Regions from separate parts of the Zea mays genome. Here region 2 is linked to region 1. Evidence: chromatin contacts called from public Hi-C data. All regions are on one chromosome and are shown on one strand. The core of a region is the stretch at or near the end of the contact, and the rest is flanking DNA. Distances in the headings are between cores, read along the strand shown. Region 1 holds the start of LOC100286216 (small nuclear ribonucleoprotein Sm D1). Region 2 has its middle 87 kb from the start of LOC100191612.

What was found. A called contact is a pair of places that touch in the nucleus more often than the background predicts.
Region 2: a contact with region 1 is called in a Hi-C map of ear, with 4 times the contacts expected there. The contact joins the enhancer-like site here to the promoter of LOC100286216 in region 1. A contact is called at or near these places in 4 of 25 Hi-C or Micro-C datasets (ear, endosperm, leaf and 1 more).

What each region holds. Positions count from the first base shown.
Region 1 is chr4:132,649,066-132,654,613 of Zm-B73-REFERENCE-NAM-5.0, forward strand. It overlaps LOC100286216 (small nuclear ribonucleoprotein Sm D1), which reads right to left and starts at 3,159. Exons shown (of 5, transcript NM_001159104.2): 1 at 3,088-3,159; 2 at 2,889-2,965; 3 at 2,022-2,070; 4 at 1,170-1,361; 5 at 816-1,084. The coding sequence starts at 2,055. The coding sequence ends at 1,023.
Region 2 is chr4:133,090,710-133,096,301 of Zm-B73-REFERENCE-NAM-5.0, forward strand. No RefSeq gene overlaps it. Among protein-coding and RNA genes, the nearest start is that of LOC100191612, 87 kb to the right of the region's middle. Within about 2 kb of position 3,497, at least 16 of the 20 cell types and tissues checked have an H3K27ac peak or open chromatin away from gene starts, as enhancers often do. A contact at or near this core is called in ear, leaf and tassel, where this site is marked.

The DNA.
Region 1 (5,548 bases), core at 1,909-4,408:
GATAATAAGTTTAAAGATACAAAACTAAATGCGAAATAATGACAAAAAAATCTTAACAATTTTTTAGTATAAATTATGATGTCTTAAATCACCTTAGTAATACCTTAGTAAATAAAAATTTAAAATTCAACTTGTACCTAGAGAAAAGAAGACAAATCTTCTCCTAATAAGATTTGTTTTTTATTTCTCTATGTAAAAGTTAAATTTTAAGTTCATATTTTACTTTCTAAGATTACTAAGGAAATAAGAAATCATAGTTTATGTTAAAAATATGTTAATTATTTTATCTACATTTAGTTTCGTATCATTAAATTTATTATGTATCCTTTAACTTATTAAAATAATTACGAAAAATCGTACTCCCTCCATATTTTTTTATTTGACGTTTTGAAGTTTATTTTTGTAGTGTTTAGCGGCAAATATAAAAATATGGAGATAGTAATATATATAGGCTAAGATATGACATTAGCTATTAACCAACAAAATTTGAATTGAAAACTCATTTTATATATGAGGAAATAAAAAGGACAGTTTTATTAAGAGATAGATTGAACAAACTCAAACATGTGAAGGATAAATTAAACAAAAAGAAATACTTTAGGGGATTATATGGGTATCGTCCACATGTGAGGGAAGTAATTTGGACCTTTTCCTTTAATATTTCTATATGTGTTTTTACTCTATATCTAGATATAATGTATAGCTAATAGATATATGATACTCTGCATCAATATATAATGTATATCTAAATAGATACATAATTGTACGTTGTATATCTAAAGTGCATAACAAGAGCTATGTGTGATGTGTCTAGAGAAGTCTTAAAGATAGTATTTAATTGTTCTTAAAAGTTCTAGGGAAAGAACATATGATCACATGGTAACCTCATCAACATAAATCCACGGCAAAAAAAAACAATTGATACATGGTTGCATAATCAAAGGCATACTTCGTACAATTGATAGGAATGTAGATTACACTGCAGATGCACGCAATGCAATTTCCAAAAGCAGCTAGCATGCTCAACGTCCCCGACCCCGACCGCGCCCACGACCACGGCCACGCCCACGGCCCAAGGGCTTCCCTGGTTTTTGATGAAGATGGATGAAATGATAATGCTAGCAGGTGGTAAATCTCGAAGGTTGAAATGGGAGAAAAAGAACTCTGACCAGAAGTAGGCTTCTTAGGCTTGACCCTTGGTGTTTCCTCAACCAGCAAAGTCTCCAGGTTTAGGCTGTCAGGAAGGATATAATAGCGGATGTTGTTTCCCCTCACACTAAGGTGATCAAGGGTAACAGGATTTTTCCCTTTTAGTGTCAGCTTCACAGTCTTCAGATGAGTATTCATGCTGATGTCAACACCTACAAAGTCCAAAAAATCAGAATACACTACTGAATAATCATTCTAGGATTACTGTAAAATCTGATGGAATGGGAGAGAATTTTAATGGGATGTTAAAAACTGACTATAATAAAATCATGTGAAAGATGCTGTCAGATGCAATGATATGGGGACAAATTAAAGGCCAGTAAATATAATATTAAAAGACTAGCCATTGTTGTTTGCTGGCGAAATCTGTAATCTTACACCTCATGTCACTTCAAATTCAAATTTCTAAACAAACAAACATTGAAATATCCTGCCTATATGTATTTAGGCAGCTTACCAACCTAGTTAAATGCCATAATAGCATTTCTACACATTTTGTAAGAGACATTCAACAATAGCTCAAGATCAAAATTCAAAATTCACCCTGCTTCAGATTTTTGCATGTTGGCAGGGATTGCCATGTTTAGCTATACCGGTATGGAGTAACCAATGATGCTACCAAAGATGCAAAATCTAAGATTTGTGGAGTTTTGTGCTGGTTTGATCACATCCATTTGTGGAGTTCTTGTAAGGACTGAAATTAGATGGACAATTTTTTTTAATCACCAAAAAATGACAGAAATATTCTCTAATCTTAGGTGTTAATAACAGTGTCATATGGTAAGTTCTAAACAACATGAAAATTACTTAACTATCTGAAGATAGCTGTCCGTATATGTAAACCATAATCGACCGGATAACCTATAAAAGAAACATTACACTGTGACTATTAATGCTACGTAGGATTACTCCAATATATAAAGGACAATGCATATACCCTACCATACTATCTAGAGCAGGCAATGTAGATAAAATGAATTTCTTGAAAATTCAAACATATGATGAGGACTTGAAAATAATTACTATCCTAAATTAAGCCAGTAAACATGAAAGTTGAACCCTAGGGGAAAAAGATGTCTACAAGAAAAGTAAACATGGTCTTTTTTGTTAGGGAAAACATGGTCTGTGAAGCACAAATAAATGTTCAGTCCACCCTCCATTTTCACGATGCCTAACTTAGAAGAAACTCAGAAAACTGTACTAATTTTGGTTTAGGTTGCATCTAGAAATCTTTCATTTCACATTGGACGACAGAAATCGCCTAAAAATTATCCAGTTTAAGCACAACTTTGGTATGCAGGAGCAACATTACCCATTGAAACCAAACATTAGAAACTATAAAAATCACCAACACTTCAAATCAGATTTATAACAGCCAATACTGGCAGCAATGCAAAAATTAAAGTGAATTACCCAAAACGGCAACATGGTGTTGCAAGTCACATGTTATATGGAAGGAATAACTAGAATATATTGCCTTACTATAGATGAATAAAATTCACCATATTTGGACCAAGCGGAAACAGGATGGCAATAAAAGATCATATAGTAGCTCTGTTGGTCACATGTTCCTAGGTTACAGCCAGAAACACAGTATTAAGCTACTTTCTAAGCCCGCACACCTAAAGGTGCCCCGCACCTCTAATTCCCACAGTGGTAAAGTTCGCATGACGTCATACCGGTAATGGTTCCGTGTACGACGGTGCCGTTCTTAAGCTCGATGGTCACCGTTTCGTTGTTCAGCTTCATCAAGAACCTGTAAAAGCGCAATTCCCGCGCCAAAATCCGCACCGATTCGGGCGAAAATTGCACCAAACGAATCAGCAGACTGAAACGAATGGAGGGGGAAAGGGGAGAAACAGGGGGATGCTGGCTTACCTGACGAGCTTCATCTTGGAGGCGCTTGTGGGGAGGTAAAGCTAGGGTTTTTGCGGGGGGAGCTGCTACCTCGAGCTGATTCGGAGCGGGCGAGGAGACATAAAAACCCCTTCTCCCGATTTGCGGCTGTACACTGTAGTCGCGAGATGGGCTAAATGGGCTGTAGCTGGGCCTACGATGGGTCTTCGAAAGGAAAAAGTCTATTTGATATCCCTCAAGTCCGATGGGGAGGTGGAGGATTCGCTTTCGCTGACGCCTGACGGCAACGTGTCGCACCGGCGGCCTTGGCCACTGTCCTCGAGCTCGTCGGCCCGCCCACCTTCAGGTCCAGCGCCTTCACCTTCACCACCGGCTACGGCTAGGCGCGCTCTCAACTTCGAGAGTGCGGACTATGTCGCTGATCGCAGCCGTGAACTCCACCCCAACTTCGACAGGCATGCTTACAACATACTAAAATAATACACCATCTTCACTCTTCAGTAGGCGGTGGCCTTGAGAGCCGAGATCGGATGAGGATTTCCAAATCCTTGTCTCTAGTTCAGTCTCTCTCGTGGGGCTACAGAACCATGGCAGATGAGGAATTCCGGATACTGGGAGATGACCCTTTGTGCAGCAACATGACGATGATCGATCATACCCAGATATAGATACTGAAGTACGGAATTACAAATGATTAGCTTTCCAAAATTCTCTCCATTTGGTTAAACATGAAATTGAGATTTAAAATCAGAGACTCAATTATCTGGAATTGAACTATAACTAGAAACTCTTTCTCTCAATACATAGCATCGCCCTCCGTATTGTGTAGAATTAGGCCGCAAAATTTCAAACTCCAATTCAGTAATATTCAAACAATATAATTAGAATTACATCATTTCAATACCAAATTCAATTTCATGCCTTAAATATTGACATCTAAACGGATCATCAGATTTTTCGTCATGATGTGAAATGCAAATGAAAACAGAAAGCTACTTTTGAATCACTTGTATACATGTCCAGGCGAGCCGGGGCTTGCCGGATGGCTTGAAACCCGACACTGGTTGTGCCCAGCTCGAAACCAGCACGACACATAGCGAACCGAGCCCATGACGGCTTGGCCTGGTCACTGGGCTGTGCCTGGGCTAAGGCGTGGCATGGCAGGCTTCGACACGACCTAGTTTTATTTTTTTCTATTTTTTTCATACAAATACATATCATATGTTTTTGTTGGTTATATGGGTGCGAATAAATGTTTAGAGGTAAAAGGCAACACAATGTAAAATGTTACGGACATTCGTCCCTGAAAGCGTTATCTTCTTCAAAGATAATGATTCCTGGACGAGGGTAAAGGGAGATGATTAACTTCAATCATGAAACAATCCTCCTTCGAGGGTTGTTTATGATCGAAGATTAATGACAGAACAAAAACGTTTCATATTTAATGAATGATAAGCAAATAACGAGGGATGAATCTTTCTTCTTATCATTTAATGATGTTAATAAAACCATACTTCAGACATTACAACGGTAAATGATTACATTTATACCTTCGGCTTTGCTCGAAGGGAAATATAAGGGTGACCTTCAGGAAATGGACAATCAAAAATGTGTCTCAAGCTCTCTTGAATAAGCCTTTCCAATGACCCCATGAACAGTATGGGGTACTGTTCATCTATTTATAGGCCTGGGACATAACCCAAGTGAAATTATAATTGTACCCTCTATCTCTATACATTTGTCTTAACACAAGTATCAAGGATAGAGTTGTCTTTCTACTCTTGAATTGGTTTGTTACGAGACCTTCGGAACTAGCTTGTATCGAAGCTATCATCGCGATGATTGCCGAAGCTTTGTCATATCCCTTGCGTTCCTCATTTCGCTATTTTATCATCGGCATTTAGTGTGTAGCATGTCTGTTAGATGAATCAAAGCAGTTAGTTTTATTCTGAGGACCTTCGGTAGAGAGATACCCCAACAGTAGCCCTTCGCGGTGCTAGATCATTTTTTAATAACGAGCTCGATCCGTGAAACATACAAAGGCCTCTGAATGCCGAAGGTCTGAAAAAAATCTTCTCTGAGCTTGTTATTAAAAAATGAATAAAAAAGTGACTGGCGCGGTGGTTCGCCTTCTCCGCCTGCAAGGCTATATAAACAAATTGGTTGGCGTTAGGTTTTTACAACATTCATTGCACTTGCATCGTTGTGCTGCCAAAAAAATTTACTATAGCCGAAGGTGTTTTCATTCTTCTCAGTTTTTGACTGTGCTTCGCCTTTAGTGCCAAAAAATCTCAGTTTAGCTTCGACTCAAAGCTGCAATGGCTAGAATTAGACCATTGCTAGGTTGATGAATGAAGGCGGGGAAATAGATACAGCCGATACGACTCCTATTCCAGAAATTATGAAGGATTCTGATATGATTGGCTAAAGGGAAGAGAAGGACACTCCAGAGAAGAACGTTTCTGATGCCGAAGGTAATACC
Region 2 (5,592 bases), core at 2,247-4,746, 440 kb after region 1:
CGGGGTGGAAGTGGTGGTGGTGGTGGTGGTGGCAGTGGTGCTTGCTGTTGTTGCACCCTCCTTTCCTGGTGCATATCCTCTCTCTCCTAGCGCATCTCTTGGCGTTCCTGCCACATCTGTGCATGCATGTCCGCCATAGTGTCTTCCATCTGTTGCATTATCCGCATCTGGGTTGCAACTACGGGATCAGCTCCGGCTGGTGGAGGATTGGGAGGATTCATCTCTTCTTGTTGTTGTGGTTGTTTATATATCCTCCGACTGTATTGATTGGGGATAGATCAATTCCACCACCCTTCCTGGTATTGACCATCTGAGTTAGAAACATATGGTAAGAAAGAAAGGATTGTAGACAAGGCAGGTAATTACGAGGCATGTTACTTTGGGGGATTTATTAGCTAAGTGTGTCACCTACTAAAGATAATATATTACCTTCTGGTGGTACATGATAAGATGCCCAGCTATTCTATTTCATTCAATCAAAGAAGCAAATCAGACATTATCATCAGAACAATCAACCAACATTTTAAAAAGAGAAAATATTTTTTTTAATTTTTGTCTTGGGTCTTCTATCCCTTTAGAGGGTGATGGATGTAGGATTCCAAAGTGTGAAATCCTCCTTGTCTTAGAATAGAAAAGGTAAGAATAATTAGAGTAGAACAGTAGAAGGTGAGACAGGATCAAGAAAAGTATAGAAAGAATCAGAGTAAGGTAAGTAGGTAAGGGTTTTGTCCATTTCTATCTAGGTTTCGTCCTACAGTCAACATTTCCTCTGATACCACTTCTGTCACACCCGGATTTAAGGGATAAAGCCAGGTGCATCCCATATGTGCGCCAAGGAAGAACAACACACATAATAACATAGTGCATAGAGATAAATGTCATAAATATCATAAATGTACTTATTACATAGCGGAAGTCTTACAAAATAAATGATAAATATAAAATGAACTAAATCTTATTTCCCTAGCGCCACAAAGTTGACTGGGAGACGCCACCTAGATTAAGTCGAACTCCTCGTTGGGCGGCTCCTCTTGAACCACCTATTCTTCTCCTGTGGGGGGTGTGAGATAGCAAGGGTGAGCTCACATATGTTCATCGCTCAACAAGTTGTGGGGAATAATGTGCATGAACTCACCAAAAGGTGGGAGTTCATGTGAAGTGTAAGGCTGATCAACAAAATAAAGGTTGTAGCTAAGCATTGCTTTTATAAGTTGGTCAAAATTTTATTAGCAGTTACTAAGTGTAAGTGAATACCAAACCATAGTAATAATAAATAAAAGTAATAATAAAATAATCCCAATGTGATGCAAATGACAAATTGAATTTTAATTCCATAGATTAATCATGTGAGGGTCCGAGCTGCTCATGACCGTGAGCACGACTAGTATACCAGTTTTACACTCTATAGAGGTTGCACATCTTTACCCACAAGTCATGTTACCCATCTACCAAGAGACGGAGAATCCCATACACCTCTACCGAGGAGGCGAGGCAGGGTAACACTAGCTTTAGAAAACCCGTTACAGTTTATAGGAAGCTCCAGTGCAGGGATCCCTCGCCTGAACGTCATCGCAGCAAAAATCAACCCAAGGACCTCCCTACACTTACCACTCCCCTACTGCCCTTGCCCCTATCGGGTAAGGTAGTCATCCACTAGCTTTCCTAGTTAATCAGCCAAGGGCATCCCATACTATCCTTGTGGTAGCACTGTTTTCCCGGGTGGTCGCTCCATGTTCCCATTAACATAATGACCTTAACATGAACATTAATAATAAACTGATAATAAAAGTGTAATCATGAATAATGTATCTCCATACCCAAAACCACATAAAGCAATAGCAAGTACTACCCAAAAAGTTCAGTGGATTCAAGGTACAAAGATAATCAAACTAGGGTAACCTAAAGGATCCCATCAAAATTAACCTATGCAGATCATTATGATTAATAAGAATATGACTGGGTAAAAAGAAGTGATCAAGGACACAACTTGCCTTCAATGAGCTACTGCTCAGCAGTCTCGTCCTGCTGAACCCCCAGATTTTCAGTGGCTGGCTCGTCTACTCGCAACAATACAAACACACATGTTATAGCACAAATTAACATCATACCAAACAACAGAACAGAATGCATAATAATATTCTACGCTGCGTAACGAGATCATAGGAACAAGAACCACTAAATTCGGAGTTACAGTTATTTAGTTATGAATTTCCAAAGTTATTTAGTACCTAGAATGGAATAATTCAAGTGCATAATTTTAATTCAAGTTTCATGATTAAACAGAGCTACTAGTTGATAGACAATATTATTACAAAATAAATGCCACTAGAATGAATTAATTTGGAGCTATGATGGATTAAATATGAATTTCACAAGTCTATTGATTTATTTGTGTACCAAAAATCAATTTCTATAGGTATTTATCCAATTTCTTTGTTCTCTAGGCCGGGAACTAAATATAGAGAACTACGGGGGTTGAACCAAAAGTTTTCCCCAGACTCAGGTTAACCCTAGGACGGACTGCGGGTCGGTTTTCTAAAACCAGGAGGGCTTTTCTGCAAAAAACGCGCAGCGAAGGGGTATCTCTAATTCTCGGTCGTTGGATTATAAGCCGATGGCCAGGCTTTGATCAAAAACATTATAAGCCGGCGCGCTCTGTCGACCATCGGATCCGAGATTGACGGACCCGATTTAATAACACGTGTGGTTATCGCTTCTAACAAGGACCGTTGATCGGCCGATCGACGGTATCAGCTATTAGGTGAATGAGATCAGTTTGCGTCCATCAGATGTAGATCGGACGCTACACAGCGATTTGGCCAAAACGGTATGGGGAATCTAATCCCAGCCGCCCATCTCGCATCAATGGCCCAGGCGTGACCATCCTCACCAGACCCCTGGCAGCGGCGGCGCGCCAGCTCCGGCACGGCGGCGCCATAGCCGCGCAGTTTGACCTTACACGATTCTGCCCTAAACATCGATTCGGTAGGACCAAACATAGAGGAGAATGAGACGAACGTAATAGGCGCTTACTTAGGGTAATCCGAGACGGTGTCGTGTCCGACCACGGAGCTTGGCGGCTCGGCGAAGAATTTCCGCCACGGCGAGCAATTCGCGAGCAATCGAGGCCCATTCATGGAAGAAGATGTCCTGCCAACGACCGCACGATCCTCCCTGACTACTTCCTGGCTCTAATCGACAGCAGGATTCGGTACTCTACGACGAACCAAGCACGGCCGCATTCTCCCTTCTCTCTCCCACGATTCTCTGTGTTTCAAGTGCTCTGATCACTACGACGAGGCGAGGGGGAAGAGGTGGTGGTCATGTAATGGCGAGGTCCAAGCGCTGCAGTCGATGCACCCTGGATTATGGAGGTCGAGGTCTGCCAATTTCGGTCGAATTGGTTGCAGGCGTCTGTGCGGAGTTCGGCGATGCTGTTAGCGGACGACCTGGCGCACCAGGCCCACCTGGCATCGTCACAAAAGAGGAGACCGGTATACGTCCGAAGAGGCCGACGAGTGGGGCACAGTTGACAGTGGCACGCGGGTGTATCAGCTGTGGTCAAGTACTCTTGGGCGCTCGTGGGCCGGGATCGGCTGGTTGGGTTAGAATGGTGGCGGCCGACCCATTTACACAGTTTCCTTTTTATATTCTATTCCAATTTCCTTTCTATGTATTCAAATTCTACTATTTGAATTTCAAACTTGAGTTGTGGATCCATCATAAAGGTTAAGTGCTCAGAATAAACAATTTATCAGTATGAAATAGTATTTTTATTTATATATATTTATTTAGTACTTCCCATATCCTTCATCTCATTTATTTTCTTCTTATTTCCTAAGTAATAAGTTTGATCTAAATTCCAAGTTTGGCACTCACATAACTTCATTAATGTTATACTTATGATTTATAGATGCAACAGCACATAAATTCCACATGGTGCATATTTTATTGAGAAATTATTCAATCTAATTAGGTTTCCTAATGTTCTCATAAATGAAATGACATTACACATGAGGATTATTCTTCTCTTTTATATCCCAAAGTTGGGTATTACAGTGGATTGGTTAAACCAAACGACATGACTGTGAATTCATATAGACCATATCGGGTAGAGAAAGCCGTCTTGGGAATATCAGATGGCCTAATCTTCATTTGATGGTAGCCCGACCTGAGGTCAATCTTGGAAAACACCCTAGCACCTCTCATCTGATCAAATAAGTTATCGATACGAGGTAATGGGTACTTGTTCTTAATGGTGACATCATTAAGTGATCTATAGTCCACACACATCCGTTGTGAACCATCCTTCTTCTGTACAAACAGTACCGATGCTCCCCATGGTGAGGAAGTCGGACGAATGTACCCTGCTTCCTATAACTCCGTTAATTGTTTCTTAAGTTCTTTTAACTCTTCCACTGACATCATATATGGCCTTTTTGAAATGGGGCAGTACCAGGTAAGAGATCAATGACGAACTCAACTTCCCTATCTGGTGGCACTTCGGGTAACTCTTCGGAAAAATACATCTGGAAAGTCTCTAACAACTCGGATGTTTCTACCCACGAATTCTCCATCTACTAAAATATGGCAGGTCTGGTATAGGTGGTTATGGTAATCTCTACTTCAAATCGTTCTCCCTTGGAACTGGTGAGTTCTACGGTTCCCTTATCACAGTGTGTAACTGCCTTTGCTTTCCTCAACTAGGACATCCTGAGAATCAGATCTATATTGCTTTCTTCTAATACTATGGGTGTAGACCAGAATTCCCTTCCCATAATTGTTAGTGTTAATCTGTGTGTCATATAGTTTGCTTCAATAGGTCCCTTAGGTGTAATTACTAGCATAAGCGTTTTCATATTTTGTAGTGGTAATTCATTGGTGGTTGCAAATCGAGCAGAAATAAACAAATGCATAGCTCCAGAATCAAATAATAATGCTGCTGGAATTACATTAATGTAAAACATACTGATAGCGATGTCTGCACCATCAGCAGTGGCCTCAGCACTGACTTGGTTAACCCTGGCAATGTTGAATCCCTTGTCGGGAGTCTGTTGCTTGTTCTGAGCTGGTGCACTGGAATTCTCCACTGGACAAGCATTTGCATAGTGCCCAATCTGACTGCACTTGAAGCATGTAGGGCACATCTTCTGTCATGTAGGCTTCGTCGGGGTGCTAGTGGGGGCAGCCTGACGAGTGTGGGGTGTCTGAAGAGTCCCCTGTGGAGTGTACTAAGTTGGGTGTGGTCCTCCTCCAGGATGAGCTGGTGTACCCTAGGGCGGAACGTAGCATCGGCGAATACTGTTGCTACCCTGCCCCTGGGTAATGGCCTTCCTCTTCATGTCTCCCAGTTGAACACACTTGTGTTCAATAGCTAGAGCTTTATCAAGAAGCCTCTAAAATGATGGGAAGGTATGAGCAACCAATGCATATTGCAGTGGCCCAGTGAGTCCTTCTGTGAAGTGCTCTTGCTTTCTCTCATCATCAGCCACCTCATCAGGAGCATATCTTGATAGCTCAATGAATCTGTCACGGTACTCGCTGACAGACATGTTGCCTTGCTTCAATGACATAAATTCCTTCTTTTTAATC